2 separate regions of the Mus musculus genome follow, and region 2 is linked to region 1. A link is a contact called in public promoter capture Hi-C data. All regions are on one chromosome and are shown on one strand. The core of a region is the stretch at or near the end of the contact, and the rest is flanking DNA. Distances in the headings are between cores, read along the strand shown.

Region 1 (4,594 bases), core at 1,827-4,326:
GCGCTGTCAGCAACAGTCCTGGACAGGCTTTGCCGATGCCGGGCTGCAGCTCCAAACTCCTCATCTCCTAGGGTCTTCATCCCACCTCACTCTGGGGCAGAGGTAGAATATTCTTTCTGCCTCTGTAGAGCCAAGTTAGGGGAAATGTCTGGAGTTGTATGAGAGAGAGGAATCACGCTCCAGGTACAGTGACTTTGGGGGAACCTGGCCATGGAGCCCAACAGTCAATGTGTCAGCTTGGGTGTCACACAGATCTGAATTCAAAGGTTGCTATTAGTCACCCAAGGTAACTCCAGTTAAGGAATGGAGCTGTTACTATCTGAAAACAAGGCTTAGAAAGGCTGCACACAATGTCCAGAGTCACACAGCAGCAGCAGCAGCAGCAGCAGAGGCTACAAGCCCCTTCACCTCCCTGGCTTAATCCCGCCTCTCAGAGTTAGTTACCCTTGCCTTGCAGAGGTTTCTGCGGCCGTTTACTTTCCTTTATTACACAGTTCGGCTCGGCTGCACTGTGGGCCTGGTTATTGCTCTGACTCGGCGTAGCCTGAAGCAGTGGAGACTTGCTGGCTTGGCTGGCTGTCTAGTTGAAGTACATCCCATCAGTCAGCATGTGACATTGCCTCGTCGCTCATCTTAGCTCAGCCTTCCATTCTGATCAGCAACTCAGGATCTCAATGTGAAGATTGTGTCCCCGAGCAACTGGGAACTGGGTGGTGGGGGAAAAAAATGCTTCAGAGAGAAAGAGCAAATGCTACAAAGAAGAGATGGACAAGAAGCGGAAGATTCTGAGGAGGATCAGAGCGTCCCGGTGGGTACCAGCTGAGCATGTGTGCCAAAGGAGGAAGGTGTAATGAACTGGCTAAAGAGCGTAATCGACTTTTCCTTTTTAGCTTTTGAAGTGGTCTCATTATGTAACCCTGCCTAGCCTGAACTCACTATGTAGACTAGTTGTCCTTGAACTCACAAAGACACTCACCTCTTCACCTCTGCCTCTACCACACGGGCTTGAGAGTCTGGCACCTCACCACACAACAGATTAAGTAACCCAAGCTAAACAGAAAGTAAAGAGCTGCCGGGCATGGTGGTGCACGCCTTTAATCCCAGCACTCAGGAGGCAGAGGCAGGCAGATTTCGGAGTTCGAGGCCAGCCTGGTCTACAAAGTGAGTTCCAGGACAGCCAGGGCTACACAGAGAAACCCTGCCTCAAAACAAACAAACAAACAAACAAAACCACAACAACAAAAAGAAAGTAAAGAGAAGAATGGGAAATCAAAGTGGTCCCTTCAAAATCACTTCCTTATGCCAACAAGGTGGTCTGGTCTGGTGGGTAAAGGCTGAGTTTGAACCCTGGGACCAGCATGGGAGGACAGGACCCTGGAAACTCCAGTGCAGGCACGCACACAACAAAGGAAGAATGGAATTTGCGTCTTTCGTTCTAAGGCAGGAGCACGCAATGCAAACAAGAAGTGGAAACTGGACAGACAGCTAGGGCAGGATCCACAGAAGCAGCACCTAGAACCCTCCTTAGTGATCCGGCCAGGAATGCTACCAGAGAGTCCCAGGTCCTCATCCCTCCTCAAAGTCGCCACTCCTGCCAGGAGCCGAGCTGCAGGGCGTGGACTGGAATTCCAGCAGACAATGTTCTCTTTTGGCAAACAACTGCAGAACCAAATCCTGAGATTTCCATAGTGAAAATGGGCTAAAATGGGCTAAAATGGGCTAGAGCCTCCCCTCCCCTGTTTCAGCTTACCTCCAAATGATTTTAGGGTTACCTCTTCAGAGATGGGCTGACACAGCAAAAGCCTAGGACATGTCTGGCTTGGGCGGAGACAGAGCATTCCAAGCTACCTAAAACATCGTTAGTCCAGTTGGGCCAGTCAATCACCCGTCCCACTCCAAGGCAGGCAGGCTGAGAGATGGGTGGAATAATTATCCCTTTAATGAGATACCGTGCTTTCTTTCCTAGAATCCCTGCCTTCTGTTGCGGTCCCTACTAAGGCCAGGAAGTTCAGCTGGGTCTGTCCTCCTTACTGAGTCCTGATTCAGAAAGCTGTAAGGTTCCCTTTTCCTGTCTCTTTCTTTAGATACCTCTAGAACATAAATGTGTAATCTCTGGTACTTAGGCTCTCTCTCTCTTTCTTTAAATTCCCTCCCTGCCCCACTGCTAGCTGCTTGTCTGCCTCAAAACAGCCTCCTTTCTGGCTTAACTCAAGTAGCATGGATTTTTCCTCCTCCTCCTCCTCCTCCTCCTCCTCCTCCTCCTCCTCCTCCTCCTCTTCCTCCTCTTCCTCTTCTTCTCCCTCCTCCTCCAGGCAGCCACTGAGATTTCCTGCTCTGGGGTGTTTCTTTTTAAATTGTTCCTTTTAAATAAACTTTGGCTTTGTTTGACTTTCAAATTTTTCCTGCCTTTTAATTCTCTAATTAGGAGAGAAAACACACCCATTCCTGCATACCTAGATGATATCACACTGGGAGAGAGAAGAGCGGAAATACTGATCCATCACCTCTGGTTCCATGAAGTTATTTTTTTTTTAAATTGATTCATTGATTTATTGATCTGGGGGTCTCATTGTGTAGTACAGACAAATCTTGAACTCCTGGACTCAAACCAGCCTTCTGTCTCAGCCTCTCAAGTAACCAGGGCTACACATGAGCCCAGCTATACACAGAGCCCAGCTTTACAATTTTTTGGCAAACTAAGGCATAGAGAATTATTTCATTATTGTTTTGACAGCAGCCTGTGTTGCCAGGTGTGGTGGCACACACCTCGATTCCCAGCACTCAGGACACAGAGGCTGGCAGATCTCTGTGAGTTTGAGGCCAACCTGGTCTACAGAGTGAGTTTCAGGTCAGCCAAGACTACACAGAAAAACCTTATCTCAAAAGGAAGAAGAAGAAGAAGAAAGAAAGAAAAAAGCAAGCAAGCAAGCAGCCTGTATGGTAACCTTGGCAGTTATCATTTTGTCCCGATTTCCCAGAATGCTTTGCTGGAGAAAGACAAGGAATAAATGAGACCACTTTGATGTTAGCTTGCTTGGGCCCCAGTACAGGCATAAGTGTGAAGCAACTCTGTACTTTTTTATACCCTCTCAGTGGTGCAAGATGGCGGCGAACTTGTTGCAGCAAGTCCCAGGAAGGAGGCACGTCTTTTGAGCTTTCTGGACAGTATCCAGGCTGCGTCCTTTTCTTGCAGAGGGCCCACATTATCCGTGAGAAGCTTCCTGTAGCTCTCAGGCCTGCCCTTCATTCAGCAGTCAGAAGTGGGTGTGTGGAGGGGTGGCAGGGAGTGGAGGGGGGAGGGGGTAGGAGGGAGTTGCTCTTGCCACGGCCAATAGCCACACCCTTGGTTTTAGCTACAGAAAGCCTAGAGAGCTGAACCGTGAAGTCTTACAACGCCCCCCTCCCCTGCTCAGAAGAGGCCAATGTGACTTAAGCAGAGGGCTGGGATGTGGTAGAGGTGGTGGCCGTAGCTGGCAAGATTCCTGCAGAAGCCCAGTCAGCGGGAAGGTGGGAGCGGGGGCTGTGTGTTGGGGAATTATCTCGTTTCTTACCCTCCACTGCCTGGCATGGGAGCTTGGAATCAGGAGGTGACTTAAAAGATGGGAACCTCCTGTGAATGATGGCAGGGAGAGAAGGGACCAGATACACTGATGGGAGCCATGCTCCTGCCTCAACCCTCCACCAGGACTTTTGGGACTTATTTTTTAAAAATTGTGTGTGTTCATTGTGTCTGTGGTGGTTGGAAGATGGGTGCCATCCTCTGAGATGGTCAGATGATCATGGGCCTCCCAGCGTGGGTGCTGGGGTCAGAACTGAGGTCCTCAGCAAGAGCACTAGATAATGCGGGCACGCGTTTAGGAGTTCTGCCATCTCTACAGCCCCTGCAGTTCCTTTTTTAAGGCAGAAAAGGTAACCCCCTTCCTGCTCCAGCCACTTTCCTTTTAGCTGTCTAGTTTGTCCGTGGTGCAGGTTTTTATCAGACAGTCACTGTCTTGGGAGCTTGTCTCTAGTCACAAATGAAGAGGAGTCCGACACGTGAGGTCCCTGAGGTGCAGCATCTCCTGTTTGCTGATTGAATAAGTAATCATACCAAGTGGAGTTTAAAACACAGTCATCTCTTTTCTACTCTCTCTTTCTTCTTTGTTTCTTTCTGAGAGACAGGGCCTCCTGCAGACCAGACTGTGGCCTTCAGGCTCTGCTTCCCAAATGCTGGGATTACAGGCGTTTGCTACAATGTTGCCTCCTCCTTCCATCCCCCCCCTCCCTCCTTCCCTCCCTCTTCTTCTTCTCCTCCTCCTCTTCCTTTCTATTTTTAGGGGTCTGAGTGAAAGCAAGATCTTGCTGTGCATAGCCCAGGCTGGCCTCAAACTTTCTGCCCAGGTCCTGAGATCACAGGCTGGGCCACCTGTTAGGTGTACTTTTTTATAGCCTACTTTAATAAGGGTTCAACCTCCCCATTAGCCCAGCACCCACCAGAGGTAGTGGAAAAGAAAGGTTATTAGGATACAGGGGAAGTGGATCTGTTTAGAAATAGTTCTCTGGGGTGATTCCAATCTTCGTTGAATCAGCAGCTGCAGCCCAGTTGCCCAGCAGA
Region 2 (4,689 bases), core at 504-3,003, 120 kb before region 1:
GATGGACAGACACACACACACAGGTATAGAGTCAGAAAAACCCATATGGGTTCCAGGAAACAAACTTGGAATTTCAGGCTCGGTGGCAAGCAGCCCTACAAAGCACTGCACCATCTCACTGACCTGAGGCCTGGCTTCTGTCACCACCTCTACTGTGGTCTTCAAGTGTCAAGTTTATGGAAGATCTATAAAGGGTGTGCTTGTGTGGCACAGCCTCCATCTCCTTACCTGGGTATGGGTTAACCCTGATCCCCTGGCTACTTGCATGCTGAGTCAGCTCTTGGTACACAAATCCTACTGCTCCCAAAGGTTTAGTCACTGCCCTGAGTTCCGGACATCCTTGCAGATCTGCCCTGTGGCTCAGGATTGATTATTAGAGCCTGTGACTCCTGTCTATAAACCTGGTGATTCTAGCTCCTTTGAGATCTCAGCCTAGCAGTAAGTCTGCCTTGAAATTCTTTCTTTGGGACTCTCCTGGAGCCAGGTCTACAAGGTCTCCAGAGAGAACAGCAGAGGCTCAGACTTCAGCAGTAAGCTGGACAATCACTTTCGGATGGAAGCAGAATTGCTAACATTTTTAGGGCACTTAATTCTGTGTGCTAGGCTTTAAGCATTTATAAACGCTGACCTCAGCTGGGCAGTGGTGGTTCATGCCCTTAATTCAGCATTTGAGGGGCAGAGAAAGGTGGGTCTCTGTGAATTTGAGGTCAGCCTGAACTAGAGAGCAAGTTTCAGGACAGCTAAGGCTCCAAAAACAAACAAATAACAACGAAAAAAAGAGAAAGAACCAAAGTAAAAACCACTGACTTTGTATGTGTGCACAGGCATTGGTGGTTTGCCTACATGTATGTCTGTGTGAGGGTGTCCCAGACAGTAGTGGGTGCTGGGAACTGAACTCTGGTCTTCTGGAAGAAGAGCCAGTGCTCTTAAAGACGGAGCCATCTCTCCAGCCCCCAAATACTGACTTCCTAAATACTCAAAATCAGCACCCAGAGTTAAGTAATCACCCTTTTACTGTAAGTGGGAACTAGGGAGTTTGGTAACTCACCCTGACCCCCTATCATCTGGGTGGTCACTTAAACATACTGACAATTACCACAAAACCCAGTAATGGTAGGGCACACCTTTAATCCCAGCACTCTGGAGGCAAAGCAGGTGGATCTCTGAATTTGAGACCATCCTAGTCTACAAGACAGCCAGGAGTACACAGAGAAACCCTGTCTCAAAACAAAGCAAAACATCCCAACAACAAAAGTACTGACCACAATAGCATGGGATCTCTGAACGCTACAGGAGAGATTTTGTGGAAATCAGTAAAGAAATGTCTCGAGAAACCAAAAAAAAAAAAAAAAAAAAAAGGATATAAAGAAGAAGAAAGAAGGATAAAGACAGAAGAGGACCCGGCTTTAGCTGTTCAGAAAATGCTAGCACTCTTTCTGCTGGAATTGTCAGGCAGCAGATGGTTGGGGGGGGGGGGTGACCCCAGGGCCTGGAGGATCAGAGATGGGAATGCAGCCTGAGCAAGAGGTGCTCTATCAGTGACTTCCTAGAACTAGGACCCAACCCATTCAGCTGGTTAAATCCAGGTGGCCTCAAAGAGAGCTCCCCGTCTTCCACCCCCACATACCCTCTTCTCCCTGGGGGCCTCTCCCTCACAAGTGCTGAGCCCAAGGCCCAGACTATCCTCATGGGCGGAGAAACGAAGGCTCTTCCCAGTCCAGTAATAGACCTAGAAGATTCCAGGAGATGAGTGTGGCGGCTGTCCTGAGCCCCGGGCCAGCTGATGTCCAGGTTAGGGCAGCGTTGGGGCCCCAATCCCAGCCTGGAAGGTTGGACTTCACGTCGACCCTTCTCTGAGTCTTCTGCCACTCACTGGCCTGGACAAGACAGCATTGGGGAGCCCAGAGGCTGCAGGTGCAGGTAAGGGCTGGGTTCAAGGCGGTTGGTGGCGAGAGCCGGTGGCGAGGGTGCGGCACGTAGGGAGACGCAGCTCTGGTAGGGTTAAGCTCCCAAGGAGGGGGCTTTTGAGGGCGGGAGGAGGGGGGTCCTAGTCAGACGGCCGCCGGCGGCTCGGTCTCTGGGCTGCCGCCGGCACCTCCTTGGCTCAGCCCGCACACCCTCGAGGCGGCGCGGGAGACCTGGCCGCAGCCAAAGCCGCAGCCACAGAGTGGGCAGACAGTAAGTGCGGAGCAGGCGCGGGAATGTGGGCTGGATCTCAGGCCCTGGGAGCTGGGAGAAACCGGCAGGGCGGGACACTTCCCGCGCGTGGATGCCTTCCTCGAGTGGTGTGACCGTGCGTCCCGTCGCCGGTCACGCTCGGAGGCGTCGGCGTAAGGACGCGGGGGAGGTGGTGGGAGCAAGCGGCTGGCGTGCGGTGTCACACGGGTTCCGTGTGTGTATCTGTGTGTGTGTGTACGCGAGCGCGCGCATTCGTGCGCGTGGACCTCTAGGGTAGCTCGGCCCTGCGGGCACGCCCATGGTGGTTAGTTGTGCCAGGGTCTGCCGGAGCGTGGTGCAGTGCTATGCCTGCAGCCTGGGCAGCGCGCGGCTAGAGCTGCAGAATGGAATGTGGCTCAAAGATCTTTGTGGCACATGTAGCAGACTGTGTATATGTATGTGTGTGTGTGCCTGCCATCTCCCGCTGCCCCCTAAGTGACAGCTGTCCCGTGGGCTGCTGTATCCGTGCTGCCCTTCCCACCCTGTGCCTTGCTTCTTCTGGGAACTTTGTGCCCACTTTTCCTTTCCCTGGCTCTGGGCCTTGCCTATACCCTGCAGCCAGATCCGCCTTGGGGTTCCTCGAAAGCCCAGCGGGCGGGTGGGGACCCTGGAAGATCCCCGCCCGGTTGATCCCTGCTAGGCTGGAAGGCAGGAGGGGACAGATGCATCTGAGGAGGCTGCCACAGCCGCACTGAGAGAGCCAAGTATGGACCTGCTATTCCTGTCTCCAGTTCTGCAGGCTCCAGCCTCTTCCTATTTCCCCTGGAACTCCCTAGTCTTCCTTTGGTCTTCTCCAAGGCAGGCACCCTAATGCCTCACAAGTCCCCCATTTTCTCACTCACCCTGCCTGGCTTAGTGTTTTCTTCTTTATCCCACTCTCCTGATGGCTAGGCTCCGGAGGTAAGAGGGAGGCTGGAGGTGGGGGCCTAGGTGTTAGTACCTGGAACCAGAGGCTGTGTGGGGGTTACATCTATGGATAATAAAGCTAGGGGCTCAAAAACTTTGGGGAGTCTAATCTAGAGAAGGAGGGTGTGGATGTATGGATCTCTTCGTGACCCCATAATCCTTGGTTTGGCCTGCAGTGACCACTGCTCCCCAGGAGCTCCCTGCTCCTTCTTCCCAGGCAGGAAGTGGAGCTGGACCTGCCTCTGGAAGGACCATGCGCAGCACCACACTCCTGGCTCTGCTGGCACTGGTGCTGCTTTACTTGGTATCTGGGGCTCTAGTGTTCCAGGCTCTGGAGCAGCCTCACGAGCAGCAGGCTCAGAAGAAAATGGATCATGGCCGAGACCAGTTTCTGAGGGACCATCCCTGTGTGAGCCAGAAGAGCCTGGAGGATTTCATCAAGGTGGGTTGGCAGAGTTGGTTAGAGTGGAGTCCTGCTCGGGGTGCTGCTTCCAGACATGTATCTCTGAGGACAGGGTAGGTCCTGCTACATCTCTGGGAGTGCAGGGCAGGAGCTAGGACCCAAGTGTTTGTTTTTAATATGCCGGCCGGCTGTGCTGTTGTCACTTGTCTTTGCTAGCACCAGGCTGTGCCCCTGGGATGTCCCCTTCCCTGGGTGATGGTGGAAGGGAGGAAGGAAGAATGAACAGTTACTGAATGGAGTTAGCGAGTGAATGGGTGGAGCACATGGGATGCGGTATTTGCACAGCTCCAACATCATTAGCTCACCAGGCCAAATCTTGGATGCTTAGTCACAGGTGATTCTCAGCTAAACAGCTGAATTTAAATATAACCCTAGTAATGATTTTTGGTTTTTTGAGATAGGAGGTTGTTATGTAGTCCTGACTGGCCTGGCACTCACTTTTTGTGTTGCACAAACTGACCTTGAACTCTGGGTCTTGTCTTGCCTCAGCCTCCAGAGCTCTGGGATTATAGGCTTGAGCAACCACACCTGGTTCCCTGCAGAGTTTTTACTTGCTAAAGTTGGCTGCTCCTCCCACATAGTTCTATGCATTTTTTGAGTTCAGATGTTTTAGAGGAACCCAAGAATACAGCTCACCTCCCCCTGTGTTCCCAAGTTTGCACATAAACAAGTACAGATGATTTTAGAGGGTTTCCGTTCATACCATTGTGAATGTCAGTTCAGGGTCCCTCCTCCCCAGGACTCATGCTCACCAGTCAAGCGAGTGGGAAGGGGTGGGGGCGGCTGGCTTTCCCAGGCTACTTTTGATCTGTCTGCATCCAGTCACTAAGGGAAGCTCTGAGCTTCTGCCTTCATGGGTCCAGTTAGCGAGCATCTCTCAGTCACTGCTTTGGATTGCTCAGGCTTAACCTTAATAAATTAGTATTTCTCACTTGACAGAAGAGTGCCCCTGGGTCCCTGACTGTCCTTTGTGGAGAGTCTGCATGTAAGCTTCAGCACCCCAGCTGGTGGCTCCAGTGCGACGAGGCTGGAGAGATGTGTCTCTCCCACTTCCAAAAATCAGGGCAAGCTCTGCTCAGAAGTGCCTGGGTGGAAAGTGCTGC

The links. Promoter capture Hi-C pulls out the DNA fragments that hold promoters and counts their contacts.
Region 2: a promoter capture Hi-C map of embryonic stem cells shows a contact between it and region 1, with 10 read pairs. A contact is called at or near these places in 2 of 39 promoter capture datasets (the C10 cell line and embryonic stem cells), 3 of 130 datasets of targeted methods (bone marrow-derived macrophages, embryonic stem cells and trophoblast stem cells) and 2 of 9 other capture datasets (adipose tissue and liver).

The regions. Positions count from the first base shown.
Region 1 is chr19:6,817,988-6,822,581 of GRCm38.p6, reverse strand. No RefSeq gene overlaps it. Among named protein-coding and RNA genes, the nearest start is that of Mir5046, 9.7 kb to the left of the region's middle.
Region 2 is chr19:6,931,579-6,936,267 of GRCm38.p6, reverse strand. It overlaps Kcnk4 (potassium channel, subfamily K, member 4), which reads left to right and starts at 1,753. Exons shown (of 7, transcript NM_008431.3): 1 at 1,753-1,920; 2 at 3,300-3,565. The coding sequence starts at 3,377.